Linked DNA regions of Anser cygnoides: region 1 is linked to region 2. A link is a contact called in public Hi-C data. All regions are on one chromosome and are shown on one strand. Each heading gives the region's core, a stretch centred on a gene start, on an enhancer-like site or on the middle of the called end of the contact. The rest is flanking DNA. Distances are from core to core; before and after follow the strand shown.

The links. Hi-C and Micro-C count contacts between places; a contact is called where the count stands out from the background.
Region 1: a Hi-C map of liver shows a contact between it and region 2, with 1.6 times the contacts expected there. The contact joins the enhancer-like site here to the promoter of LOC125180952 in region 2. A contact is called at or near these places in 2 of 7 Hi-C or Micro-C datasets (both in liver).

What each region holds. Positions count from the first base shown.
Region 1 is chr2:1,551,179-1,556,329 of Taihu_goose_T2T_genome, reverse strand. The region is part of intron 2 of CCDC12 (coiled-coil domain containing 12); the gene reads right to left. Among named protein-coding and RNA genes, the nearest start is that of CCDC12, 26 kb to the right of the region's middle. Within about 2 kb of position 3,274, at least 2 of the 3 cell types and tissues checked have open chromatin away from gene starts, as enhancers often do. A contact at or near this core is called in liver, where this site is marked.
Region 2 is chr2:1,494,994-1,500,312 of Taihu_goose_T2T_genome, reverse strand. It overlaps LOC125180952 (D-serine dehydratase), which reads left to right and starts at 1,688. Exons shown (of 9, transcript XR_010829015.1): 1 at 1,688-1,843; 2 at 2,655-2,810; 3 at 2,906-3,186; 4 at 4,011-4,197. NBEAL2 (neurobeachin like 2) reads left to right here. Exons shown (of 56, transcript XM_066991321.1): 56 at 197-762. The coding sequence ends at 301.

The sequences.
Region 1 (5,151 bases), core at 2,025-4,524, 54 kb before region 2:
TTTCGGGCAATCTTCTCCCGAGGCCCTGGAGAAAGGCCGTCTGGTTTGAGGACCTGCTGCCCTTCGACCTCCTCGAGCTGCTCTCGTGACAGCTGCCCCAACCCACTTGAAACCGAATATCCTCGGCGACAATTTCCATCTTGCCCTTTAAGGAGAAACCACGGCAAGAATTTCGCTTTTCTTCCTCTGCCCCCCCCCCCGAGTTTCACTCACTCCGGGGAGGTCCTGGGAAGCCGCGTTTGAGCGCGTCAAGGAAAGCAGGAGACACGAGGGAGGCCTCACATCCTTGGGGAAGCGGCGGGATGCGCCACGGGGAGGCAAAAAGGTTTGAAGGAGCAGGGACAAGGCAGTCGGACGACGAAGGACAGCGAGGCAGGGGACTACCGGCAGCAACCCAGGAGGTTTGGGGCTTGGGGAGGAGGAGGGCGAGAGCAGGAGACTGTCCCGGCACCCCGGATCAGAGGGATCAGCTCCCCAGCACGGTGATGTCCCCAAAAATCAGACCCAGGGGACTTGCCGGATGACCGAGCCATGAGCTGACTGTGCAGCCGGCCTCCCGCTTGGTCTTTGCCTCGGTTCCCTGCCCACGCTGGGCTCTGGCCACTGAAGATCCCGAAGGAGCGGGGATGCTGCGGTACCCACGCAGCGAGGGCGTCCCCTGGGGCAGCACACGAACGGTCCTCGGTGGCGGCACACGCTTCTCCCCACCGCCCGTCTTCCCTTTTCCGTTTCCTACGGCAGGCCACAGAGCAGAAGTCATTTTCGAGCTTTTTTTTTTCTCTTTTCTTTGCCAAGGAAAACTCGCCGTAGGGTGAGTTCAACCGCCCAGCTTATTCTTATTTCCTACTGCCGCAGACCGCACGGCAAGAAGGGGGTAAGTGCCACTTCCCCGGCGCTGGGAATTTGGGCCGAGCTTTCAGGCTTGGACTCTTGCACCCTCTGCGAAGTCACCCAGCACAGACGGGGTGCCAGCTGACCCATCAGCACCCAAGGGTGCCGAGGGGCTGCTGCAGCACCACCACCCTCTGGGGGCACTGTGAGACTTGCTGTGCGAGCGGCCCCGGTGCAGATTCTGTTTCACAAGCCCTTTTTTTTTTTTTTTTTTCCACCCTTTGCCTTCCCCCCACAGACAGCCCTGCCCTCTGCTCCTGGACATCCACGAGCACCTCCTGCTGCAGCCTGCCTGGTTTTTTTTTCCCTGCAGCTGGGCTAGCTCAAAGCAAGGTCCCCACAGCTCCAGGCTGTCTCACCGCACACGGTGACCTCCCCGGCGACCCAGACAATCCGCGTCCGCTCCGATTTAAAACCAAGAAACCACTTTTCGTGCCCCAAACGCACTCCGTGTTTGCTCTCCTCACCCCCTCGTGCAGCAGGGCAGAGACACAGCCCTGCAGGACACAGCGGAGGGTGGGAGCTGCTGTTCGATCAAGGGGGTGAAGCTGTTCCCACCGTTCCTGGATTCCTAAACCCATTCCTGGATTCCTCACCCGGGGCAGACAAGCAGCGAGCAACAAGCAGAGGCAGAGGCCAGCAGCTCCCCCAGCCCCTGCAGAGGGATCTCCGCGCAGAGCCGAGCGTGTCGCAGCGCATCCTCCTCCCCGAGCGGCCGCCCAAAGGCACTCGAGGAATGCCAAAAAACAGGCACCTCTCTTACGCCTCGAGCCCCCGAGCTTGCCGAGGAGGTTTCTTGCTCAGGACGTGGCTCCTCGGGGAGCGCAGACGGGGCTCGGGGCGGGCGGAGACGCATCTCCGGGTGCCGCAGGAGGAGGGCCGCAAGAGGAGCGCTCCAGACGCAGGCGGGTGCCACGAGGCTGTCTGGCCTCCCACGCCGCTTTCGCAGGCAGGCTGAGCATCTCCCGGGCAGACACAAGCATCTGCAGCAGCAAACGGGACTGGGACGAAGCCTACGCTCGATTTGCAGAGGGGGATCCGGGCTGGTGATGCCCCGCAGTGCGCCTGGCACAGGAGCGTGCTTTACGGGGCTTCTCCAGCTTCTCTGGCTGGTGGCATGTCAGAAACAGCCTGCCATCCTCGAGGCTCAAGCCAAGAAGAGGCCCTGAAGGTGTCTCGGTAGAACCTGGAGGACCTCAGGAGCTTGATATTCCCCCAGGCAGCCTCGGAGAGCACCGAGCACAGCTTCTCTGCAGCGCTGAGCCTGGATAACCACGCTCACACCCACTGCGCCAGCTCAAGCTCCCACAGAGCTGGCAATCTGTGACCAAGAAGATGCAGGGCAGGCTCAGGGGTACCCACAGCCTGCCCCAGCACCACGCCAACAGCCTGCCTGCAGGCAAGACACAGGGAGGATGAAGGACCCAAAATTCAGCCCCCAAAACGCTCTGGTTTGGTTACGGAAGGGACACAACCGGCAGCGACTACTGAAATAAGGAGGGCGCTGCTGGGAAGGTGCCAAGTCAGGGGTTTGGCTATCAAAACCACCACGTCCTTACACACGTGCGGTGCTTTCTCCCGTACCTATTATTATTTTTTGTTCCCCCACAAGCCTCTTCAGGACAGGAGGGAGGACATCTGCACAGCGGTTACCGAGCTACTGCCTCGGCTGTGCCGCCCGGCCAAGCCCCCCGGGGAGCAGATTTGCTGCCACGTTTTTTTTCGTGCGGAGCGGAGGTGTGAAAAAATAAAAAAAAAAATAAAAAAGCAAAAGAAAAAACGAGGGGTTTTGCCCTGCCCCGTGACATTCTTCCCACGGCGAGGGCAGAGATCGTGTTCCCCAGCCCCTGCCTCCCCCGGCTCCTGCCCAGCGTTCAGCCGAGCTGTAATTTTCAAGGATGACTAAGTGTCGAAACACCAGCAGCTGATCAACAGCAGCTCACCGAGGCTCAATTTCTAGCTAAGGCGAAGGCTTTTGGTGTTCCCCCCGCCTTTTGCGAGCCCTACCTCGGGTTTCTATTTACACTTTTCCCGCCCCAGCGTGCTCCGACTGAAGAAGGGGGGCCAGGTTCAAAGCTCAGCACCTCGCTGCGGGGTGCCAGCACCCATCTCGGGCAGCGGTCGCCATTCGATCCCCGAGCGCACTGGCTCGTTTCTCCCTGCCGGCGACGGGGCAGAAGGGGCCGAGTCCACCCACGGCCAGCTCCTCGCAGAGGCTGAGCGCTGCTCCGCGGCGGGAGGCGGTTCCTGGGCTGGGAAGAAAATAACCCAAGCGCTTAGAAAATAACCCAAGCGCTTAAGCTATTACAAACATCAACTCCCCGGAGAGGCAGATCAGAGATACCCGGAGCTCCAATTGCTTCGAGTGCGTTGCGTTTTGCACAGAGGGCCTCGTCAGCACTTGTTCCTGCCGCGGTATCTCGCGGCGTGAAAGATAATAACAAAGAACAAAAAAAAAAAAATAGTCAGAGGGGGGAGGAGAGCTCCGAGTTGAGCAGAGAAAAAAAACAAAAAAAAAAAACAGGAAGCTGCCCCGAATCGTGTCCTCACGCTGGCAGCCAAAAAATATCAGCAAAGCAGGTTCCTGGCTCTGCTGCAGGGTGCAAAGTCCCGGCCCCTTGAGGACGGGAGGAGGAACCAGGCTGTGGCCAAAGCCTTGCTGGTGGTCAGTCCTGCCCCGACAGCCACCCCGAGGGCACACCAGCTGGTGACCAGCCCCAAATCCCAGCCCACGGAGGACAGACAACAGACGAGGCTGTTCCTGCCTTCCAGCAGGGCACGACTGGCTTTCAGGGCGTCCCCCAAGCCAGCTTCGCCAATTGAATGGTGCACCCAAACGCTGCACGTTGGCCGCAAGATTATTTACCGAGCCGCTGGGTTTCACCTCCCTCGGTTGTGTTTTTGGTGGTTTTCAGCTTGAGAAAGCAGCCCAGCTACCGAGGCTCTTGTTTCGGGGCGAGGGAGCAGCGAGGGCACGCTTCAGCTACCAGGACCCCTCGTTTCCCCGCACGTGGGACCACCGGCAGATCATCTCAGCTCACCTTTTAGCACCAGCCGGCGAGGCATTAGCGCAGGGCAGTTCCCCTTTTCGAAGGGTTGAGAAAGTTGGGCTACGCTACAGGGAAACGAAAATCTGAGATGAAATCGAGCCAGCGGCTTGCTGGCATCCTAGATCGCATTCAAAGCGCCCATCCAATTTCAGCAGCAGAAAAAAAAACAGGCGTTCGACGAGTAAAGCAGAAAGCAGCGAAATCCCTGGATGGGCTGGAGTTGAGTCGTAAAGCTACGAGCCGTCTCGGCCAAATTTGTGATTCAAACATTTCCTGCAGAGCAGATCTCGCTCTAATTTGCCTTGCAAAGTTACGTTTGGATCCTGACAAAACACACAGTAGCTGGAGAGGCAGACAAAGAGCTACAGACTCCTGCGGGGAAAATCGAGCTGGAAAGGAAACTTTTCGCCCCAAAAGCTGCCTCCCTCCCCGGAGGCATCACTCCCACGAATTTCAGGAGATGGCCTGCGCCCACGGGCAGTTTCGTGAATCAGCACAAGGTTGACTGCAGAAAGGGGTTCCTACTCAACAACCTCCCTCTGTCCATAACCTCGGTGAGGTTTCAAGGGCATCACTGCAGGCAGAGGAAGGATTTGCTGAACCTGCTGCACGAGGAGAGCTCCCTGACATGGACTCGTTGGAAAAGGGACCTCCCGGATCAACAGGGGTGATGCTGAAGGTTTGGTATGAAACCATGTCACCTCTGATGATGACGGGGCTCAGGCAGCTCAGCAGTGGTTAAAAAGAAGCAATCCCTGGCCTAAAAGTCAGTCAAAAGAGAAAAAAAATGATTATTTCAGGGATTATTTCAGAATTCAAGCTCGGTGTAGGGATGCATCGCTGCTAGCCCGACGGATGGTGCCAGCTCACTGCGTGGCGGGGAGCACAGGCGTGATGTGATGCTCCCCGTCCGAGGGCCGCAGCGCACCGCATCACCTGGCCACGCCGCGGATCAGGTGGCAGGGCTGGAAAGCGAGAGCTGTTTATTCATTATTCATCATCGTTTCCGAGATCTTTAACTCCTGTGTCAGCGTCAGCCCAGATCCCGTGACTCTTCCGGCACGAAACCCACCAGCGGCGCCTCCGGATGAAGTTCAGCCTCTGAGATCGTTCTCGAGAACTGCTCCCAGCCCAAAACCGACGCTGGCACTTCTCGAGAAGGCTCGCAGCCTCTGCCAGGGGTTATTCCCCAGCAGAGGCAGGCATGGCA
Region 2 (5,319 bases), core at 439-2,938:
GATGGGAATGGGGACGGGATGGAGATGGGGAAGGGGATGGCGATGGGGACTTGGAAGGGGATGGAGAATGGGGACGGGGACTTGTTAGCGGATGGAGAAGGGGATGGGAATGGGGACGGGGACATGGAAGGGGATGGGGATGGGGACATGAAAGGGGATGGGGCGTGGGGCAGGCGCTGACCCCCCTCTCCCCTAGGTGCGTCCGGGCCAGTTCCACCGCCGGCTGTGGCGCTCCACCCGCCGCATCTCGCAGGTCTCGGCCGGCGAGACGGAGTACAACCCCAACGAGGGCAGGTCCTAGGCTGCCACCCCGCACCCGGCCCCGCCGGGCTTCCCGCAGGTCCCGGCCCCTCCTGGGGGGCATGGCGACAAGGGGGGGACCCCGCTCCCACCCCACGGCAGCGCCCCGAGCCCCTCGCGAGCCGGGGGGCGAGGACAGGAGGGGCGAGCCCCGAGCTCCCCGCAACCGGGGCTGCGTGCTCGGCCCCTCGCCGTGGCCTTATCCAGCCCCCCCGGGCTGGGGGATAGCAGTGGGATGAGGGGGGGCGAGGAGGCTCCCGGGGGGGACCCCTCGCTGGGAAGGGGGGGTGCCGTGTCCCCCACCCCGCGCCCGCTGGCCGGGAGCCAGCTGCCCCCTTCCCCGACTGGTTTTTCTATCGATTTCTAGCTCTTTTACAAAAAAAAAAAAAAAGAAAAAAAAAAAAGAAAAGAAAAGAAAGAATAATAATATATCTATCTATAAGAAATAAACGTGCACAAGGCCCTTGTCTGCCCCGAACTGTCTCTGCTGGGGACGTCTCCCCCCCCCCCCCCCCCCCCCCTGTCCCCCCCAGGCTGTGTTTTTGGGATGCGGCGAGCCACGGGGCCCATTCTTCCTGCCCTACATAACGGGGCCAGCCTGGCACGGGCTGTGCTCCGGGCAGGGGACCAGCGGCCCCCGCGTCCCTGCGGGCTGCCCGGGTGTCCCCAGGGGGCTGGGGCTGTCCCCAGCCCGCCTGGCACACGGGGACGCGCGGCAGCCACCTCCTGTCCCGCGCCGCTCGGACACGGGAGGCACACGTGTCACGAGCGTGGGGGGTCTCAGCCGTGTCCCCCACGTGTCACCACGGTGGAGGGCGCAGCAGCCTGGTCCCCACATGTCCCGACCACAGGGGCCCCGCAGCCTGTCTGCCACGTGTCGCGAGCGTGAGGGGCCCAGCAGCCGTGTCCCCATGTGTCACAGTCATGGGGGGGCTCAGCAGTGGTGTCCCCATGTATCAGGACCGGGGGGGGGCTTGGCAGCCGTGTCCCCACGTGTCACAAGCATGGGGGTCCCCGCTGCGTCCCCACGTGTCACAAGCATGGGGGTCCCCGCTGCGTCCCGTGTCCCCACCACGTGTCACGAGCGGCGGGGAGGGGGCCACACGTCCGCGTCCCCACATGTCACAAGCGTGCGGGGTCTCAGCTGGGTCCCCAGGCGCCACGACCGCCGAGGTCTGCACCGAGGTGTCACGAGCGTGGCGGTCCCACCCTTGTCCCCACTGTCACGGGGGTCCCCACAACCCCTTCAAAGTCCCCCCCCGCCCCACCTGGGGGCTCGCGTCTCCACATCCCCACGGCCACAGGACCCCCACTGGGACCACTGCTGTCCCCAGACGCCCCCACCCCGTCCCCGTGCCCGGCCCCAGGCGCTGAGCGGCCGCTGCGCCCGTGTCCTCCCCTGCCCCGGCACCGCCGGGGCCCCACGGCTGGCAGCGACCTCTGTCCCCGAGCAGGGCTGGCCGCGGGTGCCCACGGCGTCACGTGGAGCCGCACCAGCCAGAGGCCGCCGGGAGCCGAGCCGGGAGCAGCCGCGGCGGCGGAGGTACGGACGGACGGACGGACGGACGGGTGGGAGGGAGGCAGGGCTGGGCGCTCGGGGTGCCGCCGGGATGTCCTCGGTGGGAGGCGGTTGGGGAAACTGAGGCACCTGAGCTCAGGTGAGTCCCTCCCGGAGGGGTCCTGGCCTCCGACACCGCTGCTGGAGGGGCAGGGAGAGCCCTGCCATAGGGCCCGGTGGCACTGTCCCCCGTGTCCCCGACCCCAAACCCTGGGCCCAGCTGTCCCCGTGCCGTAGGTCCCAGTCCCAAGTGTCCCAGACCCATCGGTCCGTTCTCCCCGTGTCCCTGTCCCCAGTGTCCCAGTACCAGGTGTCCCTTTCCCAGGTCTCCCTGTTCCCTTTGCGCCAGGTATCCCAATCCCAGGTGTCCCAGTCCCAGGTGTCCCTGTCCCCAGGTATCCCAGTGTTCCAGATGTCCCAATCCCAGGTGTCCCAATCCCAGATGACCCAGCCCCAGGTGTCCCAGTCTCCATGTCCCAGTTGTCCCAGTGTCCCATATGTCACTGTCCCCAGCTTCCCCAGCCCCAAGTCTCCCTGTTCCCAGTGTCCCTGTTCCCAGTGTCCCAGGTGTCCCAACCCCAGGTCTCCCTGTTCCTAGTGTCCCAGGTGTCCCAGTCCCAGTGCTCCCAGTGTCCCCGGTGTCCCTGTCCCACGCATCCTGCTCAGCTCACGATAAGCCCCCGGCTCCCAGCACCCCCAAATCCCCCCCCCCCCCCATCCCCATAGGGTTGCGGGGCCGGGCGGTTGGGGGACACAAGCCCTGAAGCTCCCACATCCTCCCCCCCAAAAAAAAAAGTGCCACCATGTGGCTGGGCGCCCGCCTGGACGCGCTGCCCACCCCAGCACTGGCCGTCGACCGTGCCACGGCGCGCCGCAACGCCGAGCGCATGCAGGAGCGCTGCCGGGCCCTCGGCCTCCGCCTGCGTCCCCACGTCAAGACCCACAAGACGCTGTGAGTGCCGCCCCCACCTTGTCCCCAAACCCCCCTATATCCCCCCTGTTCCCCCCAGACCGACCCCAAACCCCTCCATCCGCCCCTCCCGGCAGGGAGGGCGGCGCGCTGGCCACGGGCGGCACGCGGCGCGGCATCGCCGTCTCCACGCTGGCCGAGGCGCGCTTCTTCGCCGACGGCGGCTTCGACGACATCCTGCTGGCGTACCCGCTGCCGGCCGGGCGCCTGGAGGAGTGCGCCGAGCTGGCCCAGCGCCTCGACGCCTTCCAGGTGCTCCTGGACAGCCCCGGCGCGCTGCAGCGCCTGCGGCAGCGCCCGCTCGCCGGCGGCAAGCGCTGGCTCGTCTGGCTCAAGCTCGACTGCGGCAACGGCAGAGGTGGGGACGGACCCGGGGGAGGGGGGTTCGGGGGGGGGTGGGGGCGCTCCGGGTGCCCCCGGTCCCCGTGGAGCAGCACGGATAGGGTGGTTGAGCAGCCCCACAAAGATACGGCGTTCCTCGCCAGCCACTTGCGGGGGCGTCCCCTGTGTCCCAAAGCCCCCAGGCAGTACGGGTCCGTGAGCCCCCCAAACCCATTTCCAGCTCCCTACTACGTGGATGTGCCGTGGGGAACACATGTCCCTAACCCCACAGCCCACACCACCAGCATCTTAACCCCAAAGGAGTGTTCAAGTTTCCCAAAAGCCATTTTTCACCACTCGCTGCAGGGATTCTCCACGGGGCAGGCGTGTCCCATAAGTCCCCAAACCCCCAGCCCCAACAGCTCAGCCATTATGCGTCCCTTAGCCCCCCCCCCCCCAAAACCCCTTTTCACCCATCACCTGCTCCTCGGGGGGAGGGATTCCAGGTGTCCCCATCCCCAGCAGCTCAGCCATTAGCCCCCAAAACCCCATTTGCACCCACCCACCACAAGGATGCTCCGTGGGGCCGAGATGCCCCATGCATCCCCCAGCCCCAAATCCCCAAACCCCAGCAGCTCAGCCAACACGGGGCATCACGCCCCTACCCCAAACCCCTCCTCTTCACACCCCATAAGGATGCTCCATGGGGGGATGCACGTCCCTTGTGTCCCCACCACCCCCCCGTATCCCACAGGGCACACTTGGGCCCCTCCATCCCCACCCACCCCATGGCAGTGGGACACCCCCAGCCCCACGTTTTAAGCCGGACCCCCCCCCCCTTCCCCATCGCCTTGCCGGCAGCCGGCGTGCGCCCCACGGACCCCGGTGCCCTGCCCCTGGCCCGGGCCATCGCGGAGGAGGCTCCCGAGGAGGTGACACTGGTCGGGGTCTACGCGCACTGCGGGAACACCTACGGCTGCAGCGGCGTGCCCGCCATCCAGGCCATCGCCAGGGCCACCACCGCCGCCGTCCTCGACTTTGTGGCCGCGTGAGTCTGCATCCCAACACCCCCCACCAAATACTCCCTCCCCCCCCCCCCAGTTTACATTCACCAGGCCCCAAACCCTGAGCAGAGTTACGGGGGATTTTTATTATGGGGGCTGCGGGCTGCGCCCACCCCCCTTGGCCCGCTCCGTCCCATAAAAGCCCCGGCCCCGACACGGCCCCGGCTGTAAATGCAAATCGCCCTCTTCCTGCCGGCACCATAAAGCGGGGCCCCACAAAGCCCCGGCGCCCCGGGGAGCCGGACGAGGATGCCCCGGCCACCTTTGAAGTGGGCTCTGTGTCCCGTCCCCCCCCCCCCCCCCATTGTCCCCGGGGAAGGGACGAGTGGGATTTCGCATCCCGGAGCGAATTGCGGCCGGATGTCTCTCGCTGCCCCATGAGGTCAGCGGGGTCCCCGAGGCGCACGGGGACGTGCCGCAACCCAAAATGCCCCCAAAACGCCCTCCAGGTGTGTGTGTGAGTAGAGGGGGTCCCATTGAGGAACCCGTTGTGCCCCCACTTTTCAAGACCTGGGACAAATCCCCCCCCCAGGTGGCCCGATGGGGACACTGAGCACAGCCCGTCCCCAGCTCCGGGCGGCCCGGCACCCCCCACAACACCCACTGCTGGAGCACCCCAAGGAACTGGCTGCAGGGGGGGGGGGCACCACCACCAGGAGCAAGCTGGGGGACACACGTGTCACCAACCCCACTGCCACGACACTGGTGGCACATCTGGGGCACATCTGGGGGGTCCTGGGCACACCTGGGGGGGCTCTGGCACAGCGGGCAAGGAAGGCACAAAAGGGAGAGGGCTCAAAATGGAGCACCTTGGGGGGGGGGGGGGGGGGGGACCCTGCCAGATCTGAGCAGCTCTCGCACGTCCGGATGGCATCTGGGCACACCTGGAGGGCATCTGGGCACACCTGGAGGGGATCTGGGCACACCTGGAGGGGATCTGGGCACACCTGGGGGGCATCTGGGCACACCTGGAGGGCATCTGGGCACACCTGGGGGGCATCTGGGCACACCTGGAGGGGATCTGGGCACATCTGGGGGGCATCTGGGCACACCTGGGGGGCATCTGGGCACACCTGGGGGGCACGCCGGAACACACCGGTGCGCCC